2 separate regions of the Oryctolagus cuniculus genome follow, and region 2 is linked to region 1. Evidence: chromatin contacts called from public Hi-C data. All regions are on one chromosome and are shown on one strand. The core of a region is the stretch at or near the end of the contact, and the rest is flanking DNA. Distances in the headings are between cores, read along the strand shown.

Region 1 (7,886 bases), core at 3,371-5,870:
GAGGGAGAGGGAGAGGGAGAGGGAGAGGGAGAGGGAGAGGGAGAAAGAGAAAATCACTCTCCAAATCTCAAATGCCTGCAACAGCCCAGGCTGGCCCAGGCTGAAATTACGAGTCAGGAACTCCATCTGGGTCTCCCATGTGGGTGGCAGGGGGCGTGAGTACTTGAACCATCATCTGCTGCCTCTCTGGGTGTACATTGGTAGGAAGCTGAACCAGAATTGGAGGTGCACTCTTATATAGGATATGGGCACTCTGATATAGGATATAGGATATAGGATATAGGATATAGGATATAGGATATAGGATATAGGATATGGGTATCCCAAGTGGCGACTTAATCTGCTATGCCACAATGCCCATCCTGTGAGTATTTACGACTTTATTTATTTGTTCATTTGAGGAGAGAGAGCAAAAGCACTCTCCTATCTATTAGTTCACTCCTCAAATGTCCGCAACATCTGGGGCTGGGGCTGGGGCTGGGAGCTGGGAACACAATCCAGTTGTCCCCTGTAGGTGGCAGGAACCTAACTACATTACCTGCTGCTCCCCAGGGTCTACATTGGCAGCTAGAGTCAGGTGCCGGAGAACCCAGGTACTCTGATGTTGGACATGATGTCTGAACTGGCATCTTCAGCACTAAGCTAATTGTCCCGCTCCCCAAGTAGTGAATTTGAGACGTGAATTCCGCTTCAGACATATTTCAACCTAATGCTTTCGCCAATCCTACTTCACTGAGCCAAGAAAGGACTAGTGACTTGGACTTTGTTCTGATTCATGTGTTCACTGAGATGGCTTCTCTGCTACATGCCTTTTCTACTGCCTAGAATGTTCTATGCCCGCTCCCTTTACCTAATGAATTCTGACTTGTTTCAGGTCCTGCTGAAATAATTGTTACTTTCTGACCTCCTCCCCATTTCAACCCTAAATTGGCTTAGATCACTTGGCTGTGTTAACACATAACTACGTTAGCATTCTCTCATGGTAGTCTGTAGTTACCTTTCATTGCTCTTAGAACTGTTATAACTAATTAGGTATTATATCATGGTTGTAAATAATTTGTCTCTGAATTCCATAAGGGTGTATGTATGTCTGTTTTGCTCAGCACAGAATCCTTGGAACAGTGGTTGTCACTTTGTGGGCAACAATAAACATTTGGTCAAATAAATGAAGGGGCTGGTGTTGTGGAACACTGGGTTAAGTCTCAGCCTGCAATGCCAGAATCCCATATGAACATTTTACCTTGGGGTGAAAATAATAATGGCTGGGATGTATTACACGTCTTTCCTGCTAGATGTTTTATGTGTATTCACAGTTAATCTTTTTTTAAAAAGATTTTATTTATTTATTTGAGAGGTAGAGTTACAGACAGAGAGAGGGAGACAGTTCAAGTCCTGGCTTTTGATTCAGCTCTCTGTTAATGTTCCTGGGAAAGCAGCAGAAGATGGCCCAAGTGCTTGGGTCCCTGCTGCCCATGTGGGAGACCAAGATGAAGCTCATGGCTCTCGGCTTCTTCCTGGACCAGCCCTGGCTATTGTAGCCATTTGAGGAGTGAACTAGTGGCTGCAAGATCTCTCTTTCCCTCTCTGTCTCTATAACCCTGTCATTCAAAATACAAATAATTACATATTTTAAAAAAGAATCAATGAAAGCTGTCACTTTCTGTAGTGATGAATGTTAAATAAAATCTGTGGGAGGCCGCTGGTTTGGATTGAGCTCCTACCTGAGGCCCAACAGACCAAAGCAAAATGGAGTCACTCATGATAAGGTTCCACGTCATTAAAGCTGAAACTAGGTTATCTGATCTTTGGAGAAATCAGGAGAGAGATAACAGCCAAATCCCCAAACAAACCAGAATTAGTTTGCATGATAAGGAAGTCCCCTCTGCTTTCATCTTTACAGAAAAAAGAACTTTGAAAGGACCAATCCACTTTTTGTTTTCTGTTTCTGTTTTCTTCAATCTTTGCCTATAAAACCAATCTCCTGTGCCCTGCTCATCAGAACCTCCCCCCTCCCCCCAGTTTTATGGGATGAGATGTTGCTAGATTCTGTTCTTGCAATAAAAGCCAACTGAGCTGTTTAAATGAAACTCACTGTCATTTTGTCCTTTGACGTGAGTAGTATCAGTGGTTCTCCAAATGAGGTCTCTGGACCTGTAGCATCAGCATGACCTGGGAACTGGTTAGCAATGTGGACTACTAGGCCCCATCCCAGACACACCGAATGAATGTCTTAAAGAAAATACTTAGCCGGTGCCGCGGCTCAATAGGCTAATCCTCCACCTTGCGGTGCTGGCACACCAGGTTCTAGTCCTGGTTGGGCGCCGGATTCTGTCCTGGTTGCCTGTCGCTCCCCCTCTTCGTGGAGGAACGACACAGGACCCTGCGCTGTTCTTTCGTCTGCTCGGCCCTCCCCGGGTTTGCTGCTGGTTCTTCCCGGGTTGGCTACTGTCCCTTCCACCTCCGTGGAAGGGCAGTTCCCCCTGGCCACATTCCCCACTTCCGCAGGGGAGCGGCACACCGCCGGCCGGCTCTCTGGGGGCTGCACAGGTGTTCCCTTAGATGTTCCTGGTGCATGCCGTCTCTCTCCTCCTTTATAGTCCTCCTCTGCCAATCCCAACTCGGCTGCCCACACGCCGAGTACGCTGCTCTCCTCCAATCAGGAGCAAGTCCTACAGTTTATTGGTTGAACTGGAGGCAGCTGTGCAGAAGCTGTTTACTTCTCTCCCAGCGCCATATTGTGGGAGAGCAGATGCATAGAATAAGTCTTAATTCCAGTAACTCAGTCTAGTCCGGATTGCTCCCCACAGTTGCCCCTCTTCCAGGCCAGCTCTCTGCTGTGGCCAGGGAGTGCAGTGGAGGATGGCCCAAGTGCTTGGGCCCTGCACCCCATGGGAGACCAGGAGAAGCACCTGGCTCCTTGCCATCGGATCAGCGCGGTGCGCCGGCCGCAGCGCGCAGGCCACGGTGACCATTGGAGGGTGAACCAAAGGCAAAGGAAGACCTCTCTCTCTCTCTCACTGTCCACTCTGCCTGTCAAAAAAAGAAAATACTTATTTTTAAGTTATTTGAATGGCAGACAAAGAAAGGGGGAGAGAGAGAAAAAGAGAGAAATAAACATGCTCCCATTTGCTGGTTCACTCCCAAATGCCCACAACAGTTAGTCTCCCATGGGGGTGGCAGACCAAATACTTGGCCATCACCTGCCTTCTCCCAGGATATGTGTCAGCAGGAAGCCAGAACAGGCAATCAAACCGAGGTACTTAGATATGGGATGTGGGCATCTCAGGTAGGATCTCAGCAGCTATGCCAAATACCTACTGCCCCCTACCACCTGTGTTAACTGGCCTTCCAGGTGATTCTGAGAGCCATTGGGTTATATAGGTTTGCAGGAGGCACAGCCCAAGGCTCGGCATCAGCTGTTTGGGATGTTTTCTTCCTATTTCCTAAACTCGGCACTTCCACAGGTGAAGAGGGTGGTGGGGAGGTGGGGGTTAAGATCCTGCATTCTTTGCCCTCTCAGAACCTTGGCAGGTGCTGTTCCTCTGGCTGTGCCCACGCTGCCTGCAGGTCTCAGCTGGCTTCAGCTCTTCCCTTCCACTTTCTGTCTGCCCTCCCCCCGTTATGTGTTTGCTTTGTTCGTGACACTCAAAGCACTCATTTCTACAATTAATTTATTCATAGGGCTAACAAAGAGAAGGGACTGTCCAAGTTTTGTTTACCTCTTGTTAACATTTTATTCATTTATTTTTTTAAGTCAGAGTTACACAGAGAGAGAAGGAGAGGCAGAGAGAGAGAGAGAGAGATCTTCCATCTGCTGGTTTACTCCCCAAATAGCCTCAATGGCTAGAGCTGAGCCAATCTGAAGCCAAGAGCCACGAGCTTCTTGCAGGTCTCCCATGCGGGTGCAGGGGCCCAAGCACTTGGGTCATTTTCCACTGCTTTCCCAGGCCACAGCAGAGGGCCGGATCGGAGGTGGAGCAGCCGGGTCTTGAACCCGTGCCCATATGGGATGCCAGCACTGCAGGACTGGCTTTACCTGTTACACCACAGCACCGGCCCCATTAACAACATTCTAAAAAGGCTATTGTTTTCAACAAACCTTCTGTACTAGGAATCCACAGCCCAGAGTAGAAATATAAATGGCTGTAATTATGCTCCTTGACAATTTCTAGTCTTAGCACCAACAGCTGGGCCTGTGGGCCACGGCATAGCTGGATTGTAAGTGGACTAAATGAACTGAGGCTCCAGCGGCGCAGAGGCTGTGCACCGCCAAGCTGTGACCCCGGTGCTCAACCCACAAGGGGCGCTCCATAAAGATTTGCAGAATGAATGAGCAAGCGAAGCGAAAGAGAAACCGCCCCTTTACTAAGATGGCCGCCCTTGGCTCCCTTTACCAAGATGGCCGCCAGGCCCGCACCGCGGGCGTAGGGGGCGGAGCCACAGGAGGCGGGGCCAGTGGGAGCCGTCAGGTGCGGCCCCGCCCCCTGCCCGGCCCCTCGTCGATTCCGGATTGGTCCGGTTCCAGCGCCGCAGCCCGGCGGCGGTGCTGTGGGGCCGCCCGGAGCTCGCCACTTCCGGCGCGCTGGGGCTGTTGGTCGGGGGCGGCCGCGCGGCGCGAGCGGGCGGCTCTGGGGCGGGAGCGCGCAGGGATGCTCTGGGGGGTGGCGGTAGCGGCCGTGTGGGCTGAAGCGGTGAGGACAGCGCGGGCCTGTGGGCCTCTTCCCTGAGCCGGCCGCCCGGGCCGTGCCGCGCCGCCGAGGCCCAATTCAGCCTCCGCCCCTTTAGCCTCGGGGCCGGGCCCGCCGACGCCGCCTCTGTCCGCGGCTCCGGGGAGCCCCTGCCTGGGCCCGTAGCCTCCCCCTCTCGGGGGTCGGGCCCGGGCGGGGGGCCCCCGAGCTGGTGCCCTCGGAGCCCCATTTCCTGCTTGTTCAGTTTCCTTGGGGAGGGAAGGGAGGGTCTGGATGAATTGTCCCGGGGACCCCCGATGAGGCGGACCGGGAGGCCTTGCTCTTCTTCATAGAGGGGGCCCGGGTGGGGAAGGGGTTGTGTTTGCACGGGCGGGGACTTCCCGAGCCTGCCGGGACCATGACCTGAACTGTGCGAGCGGGACGTGTCCGAAGCCCACGAACCAGCTCACCTGAGCCGCCCCTCCCCCGGCCAGCATGGTAAGTGGGGTGGGAGCCGGGGGTGGGGGGCAGGAGTGGGCCCCGGAGCTGCTGAGCCATCGCTTCTGCCTTCGGGGCGGGGGAGAGGCGCGTGCCGAGGCTGGCCGGTGACACATGCGTGCAGGGTGTGCAAGCCCCGGCTGTGCGCGCCCATCCCCCCCACCCGCGGGGTGGCTCGGGACTGCCTGGGCCCTTGCATCTGCTGGGGGTGGGCCTCTCCCGCCGTGCGGCTCGTCGTGACAAAGGCTAGCGTGTATTTCTGGCCAGGCCCTATGCGGAGTAAGTGGACAGGGCATTATTTAGTGAGCGCATCAACCCTTGTGTTCATAAGTGGGGAGACTTGAGGCCAGTCGGGGACAGGTGACACTTGAGTGACAGGGGCAGGATTTGAAGGGAGGCGGTGCGATTTCAGAGGTTCTGTTCTATAAGAGCGCGCAGAGCTGGACCAGGTTATGACTGGGGACCCGGATGACTCAAAGGCAGGGATCCCTACCCCTCCACAGGCTGCTGTGTGCCGTTGCCTTGCACCTTGTAGGACCAGGGACAGTCTATCCTTCCAGACCTTGCACATCCACTGACGCTCGCCTTGCTGCCTTCACGGTTGGCTCGCACCTCTGTTCAGCATTTGGCTTTTTTGTAATTGGGATTGTTTTCTGAGCCTTATCTGCTGCTCTAGACTGAGCCCTCTGTGAGATAAAATTGTGTGCATTGGATCTGCCCTGGCTCCTGGCATACAGCAAGCCCCACCATTGCTCAGCCTGTTTGAACACTTCCGGGGACAGAACGGTTCTCAGGGCCACCCATTTTGTCCCTGCCCTGTTAGTGGGTGGTAGAGAAAAGGTTGGAGTTCGAGCTTTTGTGATGCAGGTGTTCAGGCCAGTGGATTCTCAAAGTGTTGTTGGGCCCTGGGTGTAGTAAGAGGCATGGTGTTCTCGCGGGGTTCACAACCAGCTGGGTAGAAGACCCCTGTGATGCGTGTATGCCTTACATAGTCTACTACACACACACACACACACACACACACTGTGTGTAGTGACAGAGCAGTTAAGCTCTTTGAGTTCCAATTTCCTCTTCTATGAAGTGTGGAGATAAGAAGTCTGCAAATTATATTAGCATTCAGCGATTGGTGAAAGTAGTACTCACTCCTTTTTTATTTCCACCAATATGTTTTGGTTTTGTTTCTGAACTGTAGAATATGGACAACACAGGATGTACGGTTGTAAGTGTGCCGATCGGTGGCGTTACGTGCAGACGTGTTGCCCGCAGTCGCAGTCACGCCCGCCGTACGTCCGGCAGTTGTTTCATCCCACAAAAGTGTGCAGTTCTGCACCTGCACCCAAGAGACCCTCTCCCCCAGGCCGTGTCAGCCACCATCTTTACTTTCTGTTTCTCTGCATTGGCTACTGTAGGTGCCTCTCACATCATTGGCAGTGTTCATCCTTTGGAGGCAGGCCGATTTCGCTTGGCATAGCGTCTTCAGGCTTCATCCATGCCGTAGCCTGTGTCAGCATTTCCTGCCTTTTGAAGGCTGAATTCCATTGTGTGTACGTGCCACGTTTTGTTTATCCATTCGTCCCTCAGTGTGTTCCGGCATGCGTCCACCTCTTGGCTCTCGTGAATAGTGGTGCTGTGAGTGTGGGTGTGCAGCTCTCCTGGATGCCGGGCCCTGGGAACGCATCGGAGAACAAGGCAGGACCCGGTCCTCCCCTCGGGAACTGAGAACTTTGCCGTAGGACCCTCCGACGAAAGTTCATTGGCTGAGCTAGCCGAGATCCCTTGTATTCAGAGTTCACTTGAATTGGCAGTGAGCGCTTACAAAATCGTTATTTCTTTTATTTGTTAGGGAGCGAGGGAACGTGTGAGCACGTGCAGGAGCGTGCGTGTGTCTGTCTGCTGGCTCACTCCCCAAGTGCTGGCAGCAGCTGGACTCCATCCGGGTCTCCAAACTCGGGTGTGTGTGGCAGGGACCTAAGTACTTGAGCCACCAGCTGCTGCCTTCCAGGGTGTGCATTAGCAGGGAGCTGGAATCGGGAGCAGAGCAGGGCTGTAACTCAGATACTCTGGTATGGGATGTGGGCATCCCAAGTGGCATCTGTGCCAAACGCCTTTCCCAACTACTGAGTAATTAATTGTAAAGTTGCTGACTTCATGACCTCCCTGACATTTTTTTTTTTTTTTGGAGGTAAGTTTCAAGTCAAGGTTTTTGTAACCTAGATCTCATTTACATACACAGCAGGTGGCTACAGTGTGTGTAAAGTGATTAAGATGGTGATGGTCATTGTGTGTAGTGCACAGAGTCAGGGGTTTGGGTGGGACAGGCCTTGTCTGTCAAAGGCAAGGAAGCCATTGTCTTTTTTTTTTTTTGTTTCTTAGGAGCAGGGTCTTTTCCCTGAAATCATAGCTATTTGTGTATTCCAAGAACTTTTTTCCTTTCCATTGCTTACTGCCTTAATGATTTTTCTTTCTTTCTTTCTTTTTTTTTTTTTAAAAGAGGTGGCTTCTAGAGTCTTTTTTTTTTTCCTTAAGATTTACTTAATTTATTTGAGAGAGTTAGAGAGAGAGGGAGAGATGGAAAGATCTTCCATCCGCTGGTTCACTCCCTAAATGGCTGCAACAGCTGGAGCTGGGCTGATCTGAAGCCAGGAGCCTGGAGCTTCTTCTAGGTCACCTACATGGATGCAGGGGCCCAAGGACTCAGGCCGTCTTCCACTGCTTTCCCAG
Region 2 (7,886 bases), core at 3,662-6,161, 78 kb after region 1:
GAAACTAAGGGAGTCTAGGCTTACGGTTTCACCATTCTGGTGGAAATGAACACTGGTGTGTGTGTTTCTGAAGAATAGTTGCATGAAGTAATCTCATTGTCTGGATTTCTTTTGTACCATAGCCTACTCATGAAGGTTACTTCTCTTGTTTGGATATCTGGACGCTCTTTTTGGACTATCTGACAAGTAAAATTAAAAGTCGTCTGGGAGACAAGGAAGCAGTTCTCAACAGGTAAACCCCAGAAACACTGATGACTAGAGATAGTCATTGTCACCACTTACTCTTGTGGCCTGAAAGGGCAGCCTGCAGTGCGACCAGACCTGTCCAGTGAGACTGGGCCACGGGCGCTGTCTGGGCAGTGATACTACTGAGTATCTTCTTTGTTTTTGTCTTTTAAATATCCTATTTTCTTAACTTTTTTTCTGATTAAAAAAGTAATATATATTGTTAACCTTTAAAGTGTGATATTGCTTTTGTGGTATGTTACTTTTTTTAAAGGCCCTTATTTTAGAGATACAAATAAGTACCTACATTTATTGGATGAAATGATGTGACATCTGGGGTTTGCTTAAAATAACCCATTGGGGTAGGAAGGGAAGTGGTGGTGTGTAGAAGAGGCAGAGCTGGCCCTGGCTTGATCATGATATGAAAGTTGCCTGCTAGGAACTGGGCTTACTGTGTTCTTTTTCTTTTCGTATGTGTTTGAAAACTTCCTAAATAAATTAGTAAATACCTGTCATGAAAAAATATATTTATTGTTAAAACTAAGAAAAGATGCATAGGAAGATGTAAAGAATTTAACCTATAATCACACACTTTTGAGATAATCTCTTGTACTTTTTATTGTATTTTTTAAATTATTATTTATTTGACAGAGTTAGACAGTGAGAGAGAGAAAGAAAGGTCTTCCTTCCGTTGGTTCACCCCCCCAAATGGCTGCTATAGCCGGAGCTGTGCCGATCTGAAGCCAGGAGCCAGGTGCTTCCTCCTGGTCTCCCACGTGGGTGCAGGACCCAAGCACTTGGGCCATCCTCCACTGCCTTCCCGGGCCACAGCAGGGAACTGGACTGGAAGAGGAGCAACCGGGACAGAATCTGGCGCCCATATGGGATGCCGGTGCTGCAGGGTTTGGATTAACCAAGTGAGCCATGGTGCCAGCCCCTATTGTATTTTTTTAATACAGAAAATGGGGAGAGATTTGGTTACCCCTTGTGTTTCTGAAGTCCATTTTTCTTGCTTGCAGGCAGAAAATATGTTTCCTGTACAATATGATCTTAGTACTCCCTGTGTGTTGACAAGAGGGAGGGGAAATTGGAGATTCAGCATGCTAGGAAAATAAAGGAAGGATCCACTTAGGGAGGAAGTAAAATGGCTGCTTTTCTTAGTGAGACACATACATCATATCCTCAGGATGAGGGCAGTTAGGAAGGAGACAAAACGCTGTCTTTTACGTTGTAGGTGCAGAGTGGTTTCCATGTAAATTAAACCCAGCTCTTGGATTTGTAGTATACATGTGCAGTAAGAGTCGGAGAGTACTAAGTAATCTAGCCCAAGGCACTTTATTGTACTTAAGAGGGTCTGCAGATCTTACTCAGTTTGGGCATGATTCTTGCTTCTTTGCACAGTATGTGTGTATGTATGTATGTATTTTTAAAGAGTTATTTATTTGAAAGGCAGAGGTACAGAGAAAAAGAGAGAGGGAAATCCTCTATCTCCTGGTTCATTTCCTGAATGTCCACGATGGAAGGGGCAAGGCCAGTCTGAAGCCGGGAGACCAGGATTCCATCTGAGCCTCCCACGTGAGTGCAGGGGCCCAAGCACTAAGGCCATCCTCCACTGCTTTCCCAGGTGCATTAGCAGGGAACTGGACCTAAAGTGGAGCAGCTGGGACCTGAACCAGGGCTCATCTGGGATGCTGGTGTTGCAGGTGGTGGCTTAACATATTGCACCACACTGCTGGCCCAGCACAATATTTGTAAGAGCAGTCAGATTAAGTGGTCACTGTGTGTGAGACATGTTCAATGGGTGAGGGGGTTAGAATAGTGTGGATGCCATCACTGCATTTCAGGCAGCCCTTGGTCTGAATTCTGTGTTTGTAGCTTCTGTGTAGCCACTGAGATCTTCTGTGTTGTCATTTGTAAAAAGGGGAGGATGATAATAATTGTTGAGACATTCAATGAAATAATGAAATAGCATATTTAGACCACTTGGCACATTGCAAGTGCTCAGTCTTTGGTGGTGGAGTTAGTGAACACTGTTGCCCCAGAAATGTGCCGAATGGAGTGGGCTGGAGATGAGAGACTCCCCCTGGGAGAGAGATCAGACGCACATCTACAGCCGTTTCAAAGCTGTGGTTCTGTGACTTGTTAAGATAAAGAGATATTTGCATTGCAAATTTAAGCATGTTTTTGGGTGCTAGTTCTCAAACATTATTTTTGTGATTGCAGAATAGCTTCCCAGTTGCTATGGTTTCCGTTCACATGTGCTTAATGCTAGCATTCTGTGTTCCTGTATCAGATACTGTTACACAATAGTAGATCCTGTTTTTGGTGAAGTGGCCAACTTAAGCAATTTTGTTTTTGAATGAGTTGTTGACTAAAAGGTACTTCCACCCATATATTTTTCTTGTATGCTGAACAGGTATGTCTTTTACTCCTGTGTTTGTGCCTGATTTTTCTATATTTAGTAGTAAATACATATAGCTTCCAGATTGCACAGGCTTGTTGAGAGAATCAACTGAAGAAATGATTACTATGAAAATGCTTTTTAAAGCACTGTAGGAATGGGAGGTGTGAAGAATATAGTTCCATTGAGAAAATCCGCAGCAGCAGCCTGTTAGTATGAAGTGCACACTAGTGCAGACCACTGTGCCAGTAGAACTGGCAGTAGTCTAGAGAGATGAGACGCCTTGTCTGCTTCTGCTCAAGTCATATGCTGGTCACATTTCCCCTGGCAAGGGAGACATGCTAATACCGCTCCTGTCGGGTGGTCAGGATTTAAGGAAGCCCTGTATCTAAAATCCCTGGCTCAGTGTCTGCCTGTTGCCGTGGTGATACCAGCAGCAGTAAGTAATAGAAATTATTGTCCCCTGGCTGTGCAGGAGTTAAGGGACAAGGCCTGTGGACAGTTAAAAGGCCAGTAGCCACTTGCAGGTGCTGGCCTGCTTGCCCAGGCATCTGTTCTGCTGCCATGGTTTTTGTTAGTGGTGCAGGCTGAACTGCTTTAAACACGATGATTGTTTCCCACTGATCATTTGACTATCATTCTAAATGAGACTTTGAAATTTTTCTCACTAGGTTTTTTTTAAGCATATACTTCTGTATAACAGTTTTATACCTTTAGTAAGCAAAGTAAAAAACTCTTCAGAGTTGGTTTGTGGTTTTTGCTGTTACGGGGTGACCAGCATGTGAACTGCTTGTCCTGTCAGGCACTCCCTAGTAGTCTAGGGAAGGAGATTGCAAAAATGTGGGTGTCAGTCCACTGGGCTGCACAGAGGAAATATTTGAGCTTCAGCTTATAATAAATTTTTAGGGGGCTGGCGTGGCACAATAGGTTAAGCTGCTGCTGGCAAAGCCGGCATCCTGTATTGGAATGCCAGTTTGAGCCTCGGGTGTTACGCTTCCTTTTTTTATTTTTTTATTTTTTTATTTGACAGGTAGAGTTATAGACAGTGAGGGAGAGACAGACAGAGAGAAAGGTCTTCCTTCCATTGGCTCACTCCCCAAATGGCCGCTGCGGCCAGTGCTGTGCCATTCCGAAGCCAGGAGCCAGGTGCCTCTTCCTGGTCTCCCATGTGGGTGCAGGGGCCCAAGCACTCGGGCCATCCTCCACTGCCTTCCTTCCCAGGCCACAGCAGAGAGCTGGACTCGAAGAGGAGCAACTGGGACTCGAACTGCCGCCCATATGGGATGCTGGCGCTGCAGGCTTTGGATTAACCAAGTGAGCCATGGCACAGGCCCCATGTTATACTTCTGATCGAGCTCCCTACTGGTGCACCTTGGGTCCCTGACACCCATGTGGAAGAACTGGATGGAGTTCCAGAGTCTTGGCTTCAGCCTGGCCTACCCCCGCCATTGCTATTTGGGGAAGGAAACAGTGGATGGAACCCCCTCCCCCCCCTTTACCCTTTCTCTCTCTCTCTTTTTCTCTATCTCTCTGTCCCTCTCTCTACTTTTCAAATAAATAAATCTTTATCATGTATTTTGGGTCACCCTTATGTTACATATGTATGTAGATGTGCTCAAACCTTTTTTAAATATGTGTGTGAGAGTGTACAAGTGAGAGAGAGAGCAGTGCTTCCATTGAGCTTGTTCCCCAGAAGCCCACAGTGGCTGGGCCAACCTGATGCCAGGGGCTGGGAACCCGCTGCAGATCACCCACAGGAGTGTAAGGACCCAGTCACTCGGCTTTCCCGCTGCCTCCCAGGGTGCTCTTCAGTAGGAAGCTGGAATTGGGAGCAGAGCTGGGTGGGACTCAGCCCCGGGCACTCTGCTGTGGAATGCAGGCTCCCAAGCAGCAACTTCACTGCTGGCCAAACACCTGTTCCTCAAAAGCTTTTAAATGAAAGTGTTGAAAGCTTGACAATCACCCCAGTATATCAGAGAAGTTCTGTTTTGCCACAGCAACTGGTAAAGAGTGCTGGCTGCTGGTGGTGATGTTTATTTTAGCTGAGAGCTTGTAGAGGTGATCAGAGGGCTTCCAACTAGTGACATCTATCTGGGAGAAGATGGAATGCTTTGGGAGTCAGTGTTTGTCTCTTAAGCTGTAATTTCAGAAGCAACTGATCTTGCAGGAAGCAGTCAAAAATGTTTTCTTGGTGTCTTAATTGGGAAACGTAGGTGTGGTTAAGTCACAGAGGCAGCACTCAGTTCCTGTCCCTTGTGGTTTATAGGTTTTGCATCATTCATCACAACAAAGTGGTAGGCATTGTAGGCTACAGATTTAGAAGCACAAATGTACATGGGTTATTCTTGGTTATAGGAACTTGGAAGTCGTTAACTCTGTTCCTGCTCAGTTGAGAGTGTTCCAGCGTTTCTTGACCAGAGCTATAGAGAATTGCAGTTGTGGTGTTATTGGGGTGAGCCTTCTGTCATGTACCCTGCTGAGCAGAAGTACTGGGGGGCTAGATTGTCCTGATTGCCATTTTGAGGTGGTAGCAAGGCCTGGATTTCAGTTTTCCTTTTCCCCATTCCTATCTGGGGATGGTTGTGCCTTCCTCTTAAGCTGTTGAGAAAATGGAAGGGATCAGTGTGTACAGGGTACTCCCACGGACAGTAGGTGCCCCATCCATAAACACGTGTTTTTTCCCGTTCTCTGCCACTCCCTTCCCTTCGTGCTTGTCAATGTGAAGGGAGTCGCCGGTGTACAGGAGATGAGGACACCTGAGTGCGTGAGGCAGCCTGAAGTCATTGCATCATGTCCTGTGAGCTCCTTCGGCAGGAGAGTGCTGGGGGGTGCTGGCCACCGCGGGCACAGTGGTTCTGGGTGACATTTCACTGGGCAGTAAACAGAGGAGTGAGCGTGAGAAAAGTCGCTGTTCTCTTTGTGGCGTGGGTCACTCTGCTTACTAAAGAGGAAGTGCTGCTGTCACACATGGCATTTTGGTTCAGCTGATCGAAGGTGTTACCTAGGCTTACATCAGAGCTCTGATCACTTTCTAGCTCCTGTGAAGAGAGATCCTTGCTGCTGACTGCCCCAGAGAGCAAGTGAATGTGCTGTTAGTTATTTTATTGAGTTGAAAAAAACTCAATATTCAGGATCATGCTTCAGTCTGTTGTTATCTAACTTGGAATTTTATTTGTTCCCTGTGTGTTTATTCTTTTTTGGTTCAGTTCATTTATTGTTTATTCATCCTGTTTATTTATTTATGAGTCTCAAAGAGACAGAGAGAACCCTCATCCTCTAGTTCACTCCTCAAACGCCCATAATGGTCAGGGCTAGGCCAGAGCCCAAGCCCAGAACCAGGAGCCTAATCTAGTTCTCCCACAAGGATGGCAGGAAACCAGTAACTTGAGCCATTACCTGCTACCTCCCAGGGTCTGCATTACCAGGAAGCTGGAGTTAAAGCTTGGCCTGGGCATTAAACCCAGGAATGTGGTAAGCAGGTGTTTTTTTTTTTTTAAGATTTATTTATTTACTTGAAAGTCAGAGTTACACAGAGAGAGAAGGAGATGCAGAGAGAGAGAGAGAGAGAAAGAGAGAGAGGTCTTCTATCTGCTGGTTCACTCCCCAGTTGGCTGCAATGGCTGGAGCTGCCCCGATCTGAAGCCAGGAGCCAGGAGCTTCTTCCTGGTCTCCCACGCGGGTGCAGGGGCCCAAGGACTTGAGCCATCTTGTACTGCTTTCCCAGACCATAGCAGAGAGATGGATCAGAAGTGGAGCAGCCGGGTATCAAACCGGCACCCATATGGGATGCTGGCAGTGTAGGCAGTGGCTTTATCCACTACACCACAGTGTCAGCACCAAGTAAGCAGGTATTTCAACCATTATCTTACCTTCTGGGCTAAAGGCCCACTCTCATTATGTATTTATTGAGTATCTGTTATGTAGTTAGCTTTATATTTGTAATTTTATTTCATCCTCAGAACTTGTGAGCTGTATAGGTTTATCTCTCTTGTGTATACAAGAGCTTTTTTGTTGTTGTTGTTTATTTTAATTTTATTTGAAAGGCCAAGAGACAGAGGCTTGGAGACAGAGATCTTCCATCCTCTGGTTCACTTCCCAGATGCCTGCAAATCTGGATTGGGCCAGGCTGAAGCTGGAAGCCTGGAACTCAGTCAGCATCTCCCACATGGGTAACAGGAACCCAACTACTTGAGTCGTCATCTGCTCCCTCCCAGGATGTGCATAAGCAGGAAGCAGGAATCAGAAGCAGAGTTGGGACTTGAGCCCAGCACTCTGATCTGGGATGTGGGTATCCTGAGCAGTGGCTTAACTGCTGCACCAAATGCCTGTCCATTGTGTATAGAAGTATTTAATCTGATCAGTTGCCCTCTAAGCATTGCTTTGGCTTTATCACATTTTGGTTCAATTTAAAATCCTTTCTAATTTCCCTGGATATTTCTTCTTTGCTGTTTGATTTCCAAATATTTGGGCATTTTCCACATGTCTTTTTGTTACTGTTTTCTAGGTTGATTTTATTATCTTCTGTAAGCATAATTTGTGTGTTTTGGATTCTTTCAGATTTGATAAGGTTTATTTTATGACCCTGTCTCCTTGGGAGTTGTTTGTTGTACACTTGGGAGAAGAGCGTGTATGAGTGTCTTGCTGTCATTAGTGGAGTGTTTCACAGTGTCAGGTCAGGCTGGCTGTGGAGGTGACATGGGGTGTCTTTATTCTGACTTCCTCTGTCGGATACTGAGAGAGGTATGTCTCTCTCATGTGTCTCCTCTCAGTTCTCTCAGTTCAACTTCATTCTCTTAGGGCTGATGTTAGCTGCCTTCACAGTTAGTTTTCCTTTCCTAGTGCCACTACTGAGTGTTTGGCTGCAGATCTCTTTCTGTGGGGTTTTGGTAGTTGCTCTGGGTTTTACAGTATGTATGCCTACGTTTTCATATCAGCATCTTACCGCAGTATTGCTGAGAAACCTGCTACCGCATACCCCGCTTTATGTTGTGTTTACCACACTTTTATCCATGTACTTTTTTTTTTTTTTAAGATTTATTTATTTATTTGAAAGAGTTACACAGAGAGAGGAAGGAGAGCGAGCCATAGAGCGAGCAAGCTCTTCCATCTGCTGGTTCACTCCCGAATTGGCTGTGCCAGTTGGAGCTGTGCGGATCCAAAGCCAGGAGCCAGGAGCTTCTTCCAGGTCTCCAACGTGGGTGCAGGGGCCCAAGCACTTGGGCCATCTTCTACTGCTTTCCCAGGCCATAGCAGAGAGCTG

Evidence for each region. Hi-C and Micro-C count contacts between places; a contact is called where the count stands out from the background.
Region 2: a Hi-C map of an unstated tissue shows a contact between it and region 1, with 2.7 times the contacts expected there. The contact joins the enhancer-like site here to the promoter of LOC100350325 in region 1. A contact is called at or near these places in 2 of 6 Hi-C or Micro-C datasets (ear pinna and an unstated tissue).

What each region holds. Positions count from the first base shown.
Region 1 is chr19:7,890,623-7,898,508 of mOryCun1.1, forward strand. It overlaps LOC100350325 (exportin-6), which reads left to right and starts at 4,621. Exons shown (of 24, transcript XM_008257959.4): 1 at 4,621-5,165. The coding sequence starts at 5,163.
Region 2 is chr19:7,968,095-7,975,980 of mOryCun1.1, forward strand. LOC100350325 (exportin-6) reads left to right here. Exons shown (of 24, transcript XM_008257959.4): 9 at 123-232. Among named protein-coding and RNA genes, the nearest start is that of SBK1, 110 kb to the left of the region's middle. Within about 2 kb of position 4,912, at least 1 of the 8 cell types and tissues checked has an H3K27ac peak or open chromatin away from gene starts, as enhancers often do.